Linked DNA regions of Mus musculus: region 2 is linked to region 1. Evidence: chromatin contacts called from public promoter capture Hi-C data. All regions are on one chromosome and are shown on one strand. Each heading gives the region's core, a stretch centred on a gene start, on an enhancer-like site or on the middle of the called end of the contact. The rest is flanking DNA. Distances are from core to core; before and after follow the strand shown.

Evidence for each region. Promoter capture Hi-C pulls out the DNA fragments that hold promoters and counts their contacts.
Region 2: a contact with region 1 is called in a promoter capture Hi-C map of the HPC-7 cell line. The contact joins the promoter of Rnf7 here to the enhancer-like site in region 1. A contact is called at or near these places in 3 of 39 promoter capture datasets (the HPC-7 cell line, cranial neural crest and hippocampal neurons), 1 of 484 Hi-C or Micro-C datasets (Th1 cells) and 4 of 115 datasets of contacts at active chromatin or transcription factors (T-cell acute lymphoblastic leukemia, embryonic stem cells, epiblast stem cells and 1 more).

The regions. Positions count from the first base shown.
Region 1 is chr9:96,798,337-96,802,586 of GRCm38.p6, reverse strand. No RefSeq gene overlaps it. Among named protein-coding and RNA genes, the nearest start is that of C430002N11Rik, 35 kb to the right of the region's middle. Within about 2 kb of position 2,251, at least 61 of the 459 cell types and tissues checked have an H3K27ac peak or open chromatin away from gene starts, as enhancers often do. A contact at or near this core is called in the HPC-7 cell line, T-cell acute lymphoblastic leukemia, embryonic stem cells and 1 more, where this site is marked.
Region 2 is chr9:96,476,596-96,480,845 of GRCm38.p6, reverse strand. It overlaps Rnf7 (ring finger protein 7), which reads left to right and starts at 2,171. Exons shown (of 3, transcript NM_011279.3): 1 at 2,171-2,438. The coding sequence starts at 2,264.

The sequences.
Region 1 (4,250 bases), core at 1,002-3,501:
TCACAGTGTTGAGGTTCTGTCTGTTGCTGTGCATTGTAATGCTAAGTGAGGTCCCCCAAGACCTGGTTGCCCAGAGACAAGAGAGTCTGCGTGTAGACCCAAGTGAGCTATGTGACCTTGCCCCCTAGTTATTTCTGATTGGTGAATAAGGATGTCAGCAGCTAATAGCTGGGCAGAAGAGACATAGGCAGGTTTTAGGGTTCTCAGACTTGAGGAGATTGGAGGAGAATTATGGAGAGAAGGTGAAGAAGAAGAGAAAGACACCATTGGTTAGGAGTCAAGAAAACATGGTCCCCAAGGGCTGGCCAATTGGAGTTAAGAGCAGCCCAGATGAAACATAGTAAGTCATAACTCAGGGTTATCAGCAGGAAATAGATTTTAATAGATATCTGCCCAGCACTGGACTGCTGATATCCAGACAGTGAAGGTTAAAACTTCCCCCAAAGAACTACTTCTAAACAGGTCTACATCTCCCTTATCCTATTAACCATCTTCTGCTACCTCTGGTCGGTGGGCTAGAAGGGAGGTGGAAGTATTTAAGGACCCTAATTAAAGTAGATTTAAAAAAAAAATCTAAGCCTGCAGGGAGCAGACCATGAAAGGACTGGGCAGTGAGTGTAGTGGAGTTCATGATGTGAAATTCCTAAAGAGTCAATGAAAATGTTATGTTAAAACTGTAAATATTAAAAATAAACAAAAGAGTTACCTCTGTAGGGCAGGCTGAGGACCTGGCTAAGAGACTATCCCTAAGAGGATGGGTTCACCTTCACACAGTACTTTCCCTTCCCAGGGTTCCTGCCCCCTAGCACATTCCCTATCATCCACCTTAAGGTTTGCCTGGCTCACTCTACCAATCTGAGTCCTCATTCAGAGATCATAACTTTTCCTTTCTTCTCTCTTTTTCTTTGGGATGCTACCCAGAGCCTTTTACACTCCCTGGTACTTTGGACACCCCTATTCTTTCTCTATAACTCCCTTCCCGGCCATGTGATTGCCTACTTGCCTGTGACTGACCCCCACGCTGGCTTCCACCGTGGGACTGCCTGCCTGAGTTGACTGCCACGCTGGCGTAACTTCTTACCCCATTGTCTTCATTTTTCTCCAGATAGGCAGCTGCCAGAGTTATGCCTGCCTGCCTGGGACTTTTTCTTTTCAAACTCTAATAAATTACCCTCAAGCTTCCCTTTCCGGGACTCAAATAGTATGTAAACGCAAAGAGTGTTTTATTCTGCGGAAGTCCAGCATGCTGGGGTCTCCCATTACCAGACAGACAACCAAGTGAGCTCCCAGGCTCGATTTAAAGCACACTGAAATTCCAGGACAAATGAGCTTTATCTTGCTATATCTGATGTGTTTATAAGAAGATAAAGAGAGAAGGGGTATGCTCTGTGGGGGTGTGGTGAGGTATGGGGGAGGGGGACATCTCAGCAGGCATCCCTTCCCCATGAGGGACCAGCCACATGACAGTATAGTATAGAATAGAGTTTATTCAGAGTATGAGGAGGGGAGTTAAGAGGGTAGTAGAGGCAGAGAGAGAGAGAGAGAGAGAGAGAGAGAGAGAGAGAGAGAGAGAAGAGAGAAGAGAGAAGAGAGAAAGAAGAGAAGCCAGTCATGAGCACATGGAGAGAGGGGGAAGGGAATGGTGAAGAGAAGGGGAAAAGGGTGAGGGGACCTAGAGGGAGCAAGAAGGGAAGAGAACAAGAGAGAGATAGAGAGATAGAGAGAGAGGAGAGAGAGAGAGAAAGAGAGAGAGAGAGAGAGAGAGAGAGAGAGAGAGAGAGAGAGAGAGAGAGAGAGGCAAGCAGCCCCTCTTATAGTGGGTCAGACCTACCTGGCTGTTGCCAGGTAACTGTGGGGTGGAGCTTAGACAGGATGCTAACAATATCTCTAGGCATTTGCTGAGGAATTCTGGGGTAGGTGAGCTTTCTCTTTAACTCTAGGCATTCCAGAACCATTATGGGGCGTGAAGGCTGGAGCCTGGGGTTTTTCTATTAGTAATTGACTTGCCTGGGCTTGCCTGAACTTGCCCAGTTCTTAGGCCTTGTCTCCTTAACTGTCACTTTGAAGTCTGTCATGGAACCAGCCCAGCCTTCTCAGGGCCATTCCTAACTTCTTCTAATAAAGAGACCAAGACTCCCGAGAGGGGACACAAATCTCATGGCTATCATATGGTGGCTTCCTCAAGACATTCCAGCAACACTCCCAACCCCACCCTCACCCACAACCCCTGCCACCTGTTAGTCACTAATTTGCAAAGAAAATCAATCCGTTCCTCACCTCTAGATGGCATCAAATGCATACACTGAAAATCTCGTGTTGTGCCAATGACCCCAAAAGCCCATATTTTAACATAAGAACCCCTTTCTTGTGCAGCAGTGAACGACTGAATTCTCCTTTGGTCAGACCTGCCTCCTCCCATGGAGGTGTATCTTAAACCTCTGCTGCTACATTGTGTGTCTCTGCTCAAGCTCTTGTTCAAGACCATGAAAGCCCTTTTGTGGTGGTGTGTTTTATAAAAAATAAAGAGAGAAGGAATATGTTTGGTGGAAGTGCAGTCAGGCGTGGGGGAAGGGGGTGCCTCAGTGGAACCATGCCACTCTATAGTATAGAACAGAGTTTATTCAGGGTATGGGGGAGGGGAGCTGAGAAAAAGGCTAGTGTCAGAGAAAGGCAGAGAGAGAGAGAGAGAGAGAGAGAGAGAGAGAGAGAGAGAGAGAGAGAGAGAAGAGGAATAGAGTCCAGTTATGAGCACGGGAAGAGAGAGGGGAGAGGGTGGAGAGGGACAGGAGAGTAAGAAGGTGAGGAGGGGGCAAGCAACCCCCTTTATAGTGAGTCAGGCACACCTGACTGTTGCCAGGCAACCATGGGGCAGAGCCTATACTAAATGCCAACATTCCCCCATTTTGGTTTAATTAAGGAAAAAATAGAAATAGGCAATGGTGGAACAGGAATAGGATCGTAGTGATCTTTAGCTATTTCCTACTGACTTTGGGGCGACATGTCTCTAGGAAACAGGAGTATGGGTATGGACTATTGGTCCAGTCTTAGGAGAGTTGGCTGTTTCCTTGCTGTCGAGGGTCTGTGGAGCCATCTGTGGATAGATAGGAAGGAGCAGCTCCAGTCGACGCATCTGTGTCTGTCAGAGTAGATTAGAGCTAAATGCCAACAAGGGGTGCCTCCTGAACCCTGACATCAACATTAGTAGAATTCTTCCACAAGACAAGGATTAGGTGTGGATGAGGTAGGCACGGATTTCTGGGGACTAATGTGCTGGCTAGTTTTTATGTTAACTTGACACAAGCTAGAGTCATCTGAAAAAGCAGGTACCTCAATTGAGAAAATGCCCCCATAGGACCCAGCTGTAGGGACATTTCTTAATTAGTGATTGATGGGGGAAAGGCCCAGCTCATTTTAGATGGTTCCATCCTTGGGATGGTGATCCTGGGTTCTATCAGAGAGTAAGCTAAGCAAGCTGTGACGAGCAAGCCGGTAAGTATGCATTAGGTTACAAAAAAAAAAGTGTTGTTGTTGTTGTTGTATGTGCATGTATGAGAGAATCTGACTGTACGTTTGTGTACCACACGCATCCACATGCCTGTAGCAGCCAGAGAGTGAAGCAAACCATCTGGATTTGTAGTTACACATGGTTGTGAGCCACTGTATGGGTGCTGGAAACCAAACCTAGGTCCTCCGCAGGGGCAGCAAGTGCTCTCACCTGATGAGCCATCTCTCCAACCCCAAGATTCCTTTTTTATTTTTCTCCTATAATCTCTCAGTTAAAAGCTGCTCAGGTCAGAGCCTGGGCCCTGGCAGCCCCAACAACTAGGCTCAGTCAGACTGAGATGTGGGCCCTTAGATCATTTGCTCTGTTCTGTCTCAGTCCCAGTCTTCTGACGTGCTCAGAACCGGTGAGATCTTTCTGGATGCCCCCTCTCCAGCTGGCCCCAGGCTTCAGCCTTTCCTTTTCCCTGCATACCACTTCCCTGACAATAACCCAGGAGCCAACGGAGGAGCGCATGTGACTTTCTTTAGACTCTTGTTACTCCTATTGTAGCATTTTGACTTTAGTTACTGTCTTAATTAGGGTTTCACTGCTGTGAACAGACACTATGACCAAGGAAACTCTTATAAGGACAACATTTAATTCGGGATGGATTACAGGTTCAGAGGTTCATCAAGGTGGGAACATGGCAGCATCTGGGCAGGCATGGTGCAGAAGGAGCTGAGAGTTCTACATTTTCATCTGAAGG
Region 2 (4,250 bases), core at 922-3,421, 320 kb after region 1:
TTGCTTTGAGGGATAGTGATCTAGATGTATAAGCCAAACAGTTTTCTCCCTCAGGGGCTTTGGAACGCTGCCTTTATCATAGAAACAGAAAGAAAACTAACGCCCTCCCTCCTCTTCTTAAACCTCCTCTTCCTTTATTCACCAGGTGTACAAACTCCAAGCCCAGGCTGCCTTTTGTCTCTTCTGTGAATTCTAACTTCTACAAATTAAAGCCTGCCATTTTTCTGACTAACCTCGGCTGTGTAGTTCACAGGCTGCCGCCAAGGACTGAATTTAAGAAGCCCCGGAGAGCTTTTCCTCTTCAGCCACAGGGAAGATTATTTTCATAAAGATGAATGGCAGGAAGGAATGAGGAGTGGAGAAATAAACAGTGGAAACTCAATCGCGATGGGAATAAGGTCTTTCCTGAAGGGCTCAAACGTGTTTGTGTTAAAGGGAAGTCTCTAAAACAAAACCAAGCATCTCTCTCCCAGTGTTCTCAACAAAGGAATAAAGACTCTCCCGCAGAGGAAGTGACCACAGAAACGCCATCTTGTGCCATCTTGTCCCGACTCCCTGTGCATTGGCTTAGGCACTTCTCAGTCCTCTCCTCACCCACCTCCATGCCCACATCTACCCTCCCAGCACATTTGGGACTTCTGTGGCCTGGACCATGGTCCCGATGTATAAACCAAAATAATTAATGTAAACTAAAATAACTGAAGAAGGCACAAGTCAAAAGTAACTTTCATGTTACGTCTGGAAAAAAAAATCACCATGTTCTGTCAGAAATGAACGTTTCAAGATTGTTCTGTCATCTGACTTTCATGTGAGTTGTGGTCTTTGTGGGGTTTGCCTTTAGAAACACCGTATCCCTGAGCTGCGACACCAAGAGACTCTGAGGCATGCGCCGGAATTTGGTCCTGCACGAATAAAGGACTCGTACTTTTTTGTTTGTTTTTGTTTTTCGAGACAAGGCTTCTCTGTGTAGCCTTGGTTGCCCGAAACTTGATTTGTAGACCAGGCTGGCCTTATAACTCACAAGGATCCACCTGCTGCTGTCTCCCAAGTGCTCAGAGTAAGGTGTGCACGGCCACTGCCCCATATACTTCTAATTGGCTTAACCGGTAAGGATGGACACCACCACCCCCGTTGGTAAGAGTAGCCTGAAGGATGGCGGTGGACGTGAGCTGAGCACGAGGCAGGAACATTTGTTTTGCTTTTTCATCCAAGCTTTCCTTCAATGCTGGCCAAGTGATCTGAGACAAAGCCTGGTGGGAGGGACCTAACCACAGTCCCAGGGGCCCACTGCCTGGCCCTTCCCTGGCTGGCTCACTCTGCTTTCTCCCCAGCACACATTTGCTTAAGCATTGCGTTCTTGCCCTTCTGCTTACCTATTCTCTGTCACCTGAGAACAATAACAAACAAACAAACAAACAAACAAATGTAGTGTCTGGAGGGATGACTCAGTGGTTAAAACCATGGTCTGTTCTTCCAAACGACCGGGGTTCAATCCTCAGCACCTCCATGGCAGATCACAACTGTCTGTAACTCCAGGTCCTTTCCAAGGAATCTGACACCTCACAGCAATGCACATAAAATAAAGTTTAAAAAAACATATATTTTGTTTGTTTGCTTGCTTGCTTGCTTGCTTGCTTGTTGCGAGACAGGGTTTCTCTGTATAGCCCTGGCTGTCCTGGAACGCACTTTGTAACCAGGCTGGCCTTGAACTCAGAAATCCGCCTGCCTCTGCCTCCCGAGTGCTGGGATTAAAGGTGTGAGCTACCACGCCCGGCTGCCGAAAAACCAAAAATAAATAAATAAATAAATAAATAAATAAATAAATAAATAAATAAATAAATGAATCTGAATTCAAGGCCAACCATTTTGTAAGATACGGAGGTTACAGTGATGAGAATTCTGTCCCTACTCTTGATAGTTTTACATTTGGGAGAAAGGAGACAAATGAAGACAGGGACGATGTGATTTCTGAGACTCCCCCGAGTTTAATACAATGTAACTCCAGACAATGCTCGCTTACTGACCCGGGCCTGCCCTACAGCAACTGGCCTTTGGCCACTTTAGCAAGCGCTGGGGTTCTCTGTACAGGCCTTGCCCAGCCCCTCGTGACGTCACTGGCGCGCGCCATCCAATCATCGCCGTCTGGCTCCGCCCGCCCGCCCGTGCCTGCGGGAGGCTCCGTGGCGTGTGTTGTGGCCCCGCTGAGCCACCGTACCTCCCGCCTCCGCGCCCAACGTCCGCGTCGCCGTTCTGCGCCGCCGCCATGGCCGACGTGGAGGACGGCGAGGAACCCTGCGTCCTTTCTTCGCACTCCGGGAGCGCAGGCTCCAAGTCGGGAGGCGACAAGATGTTCTCTCTCAAGAAGTGGAACGCGGTAGCCATGTGGAGCTGGGACGTTGAGTGCGATACCTGTGCCATCTGCAGGGTCCAGGTGATGGGTAAGCGATGCAGGCGAAGCCGGGACCGCGAGCTGGGCCGAGCCGGCGAGTGCTGGGCCGGGCCGGGCCGCCAGACACGGGATGGTTCCTATGGGGGCGGGGGGGAGGGGGCGTGACCGGGATACCCGAGGGGAACCTCCGGCCCTGCGGCCAGCAAATCTCCCAGCGGATCCCTCGCGTAGATCTGAGGGTTGGGATGTTCGTCTTTGAGATGCTCTCACGTTCCTCAGGATTAGAGCTTGCCCATTTAGCCGAGGTTGGCTTAGAACCCAGGAGGGCGCACCTCCCAAAAACTGGAAATTGCGAGCCTGCGCCACTATACGGATTCTGTCTCATAACCGAAATGAGGCTCAGTGACCGGAGAGATGTTTCCACAGTTAAGAGCACAAGCTTGTTCTTAACAGAGAACCCGGGTTCGATTTTCCACACCCACATGGCAACTCACCACCCTCTAACTCCTGTTCCAATAACTCCAGCACCCCATTATGGCCCTTGAGGGCATTAGGCACATTTGGTATGCAAACCCAGATGCAGGTAGCATAAACATAAAATTTTAGATTACTGTGAGGTTGCTTTACAGGGCGACTGGGGAGTAGTTGAAATAGATTTCTGCAGTTTGAAAATGTGCGCGTTTCTTGGCTTTGAGACTTTAAACGTAGCATCAAGAGATTCCACAGTCTATTCTTTGTCTTTGGACTTGCTTCATCAGGGCTCCCAAACTTTACTTTTTACATTTAATTGTAGACCCAGACACTAGTTTCTATGTAGAATCTGATTTGACTAAAACACTAAAATCCAGCTGTTCCACCCCTCATCCTTGCTTAGGAGCTGGGCAGTGATTTCCATTTTAGGGTTGAGTGTGGTTGCGAATGTCTGAAATGCCAGCACTCGGGAGGCTGAGGCATGGGGGCAGAGGCAGCACAAGCTTTGCTTAGAAATTTTATTCTGGCCAGGTGTGGTGATATCTTTAAACTTAGTACTCGAGAAGCAAAGATAAACAGATCTCTGTGCGCCTTAGGCCAGCCTGGTCTACACAACCAAGGCTAAGTAGTGGGACCCCATCTTAAAAACAAATAATGAATAAATCTTTTTTGTTTGTTTTGGTTTTTTCGAGACAGGGTTTCTCTGTGTAGCCCTGGCTGTCCTGGAACTCACTTTGTAGACCAGGCTGGCCTCCAACTCAGAAATCCACCTGCCTCTGCCTCCCGAGTGCTGAAATTAAAGGGGTCCACCACCACGCCCGCTTTTTTTTTTTAAATCATCATCATCATTATTTTATTACCCTGTTGTTAATGGTGCATTCTTTAATCCCAGCACTTGGGAGCCATAGGCAGGTGGGTCTCTTGAGTTCCATGACAACCTGATCTAACAGCAAATTCCAGGATAGCCAGTACTACACAAGAAACCCTGTCTTTAAAAACAACAAAATTTACTTAGAGTTGTGGTGGGGGCGGACACATAGAAGAACTCTGTGTGTGTGTGTGTGTGTGTGTGTGTGTGTGTGTGTGTGTGTGTGTGTGAGTGTGAGTGTGACATAGAAGAAGAGTATTGGGAGTTGCTTCTTTTCTCCTGCCATGTGGGTCCCAAGGCTTAAACTCATGCAAGCACTTTAATTTTTGAGCAGTCTATCTGGCCAGAGATTGGCTTTTTGTTTGTTTGTTTTTCGAGACAGGGTTTCTCTGTGTAGACCAGGCTGGCCTCGAACTCAGAAATCCACCTGCCTCTGCCTCCCAGGCACTGGGATTAAAGGCGTACACCACCACACCCGGCTGAGATTGGCTTTTAAATATATATAGTTAAGTTTGTTTGTTT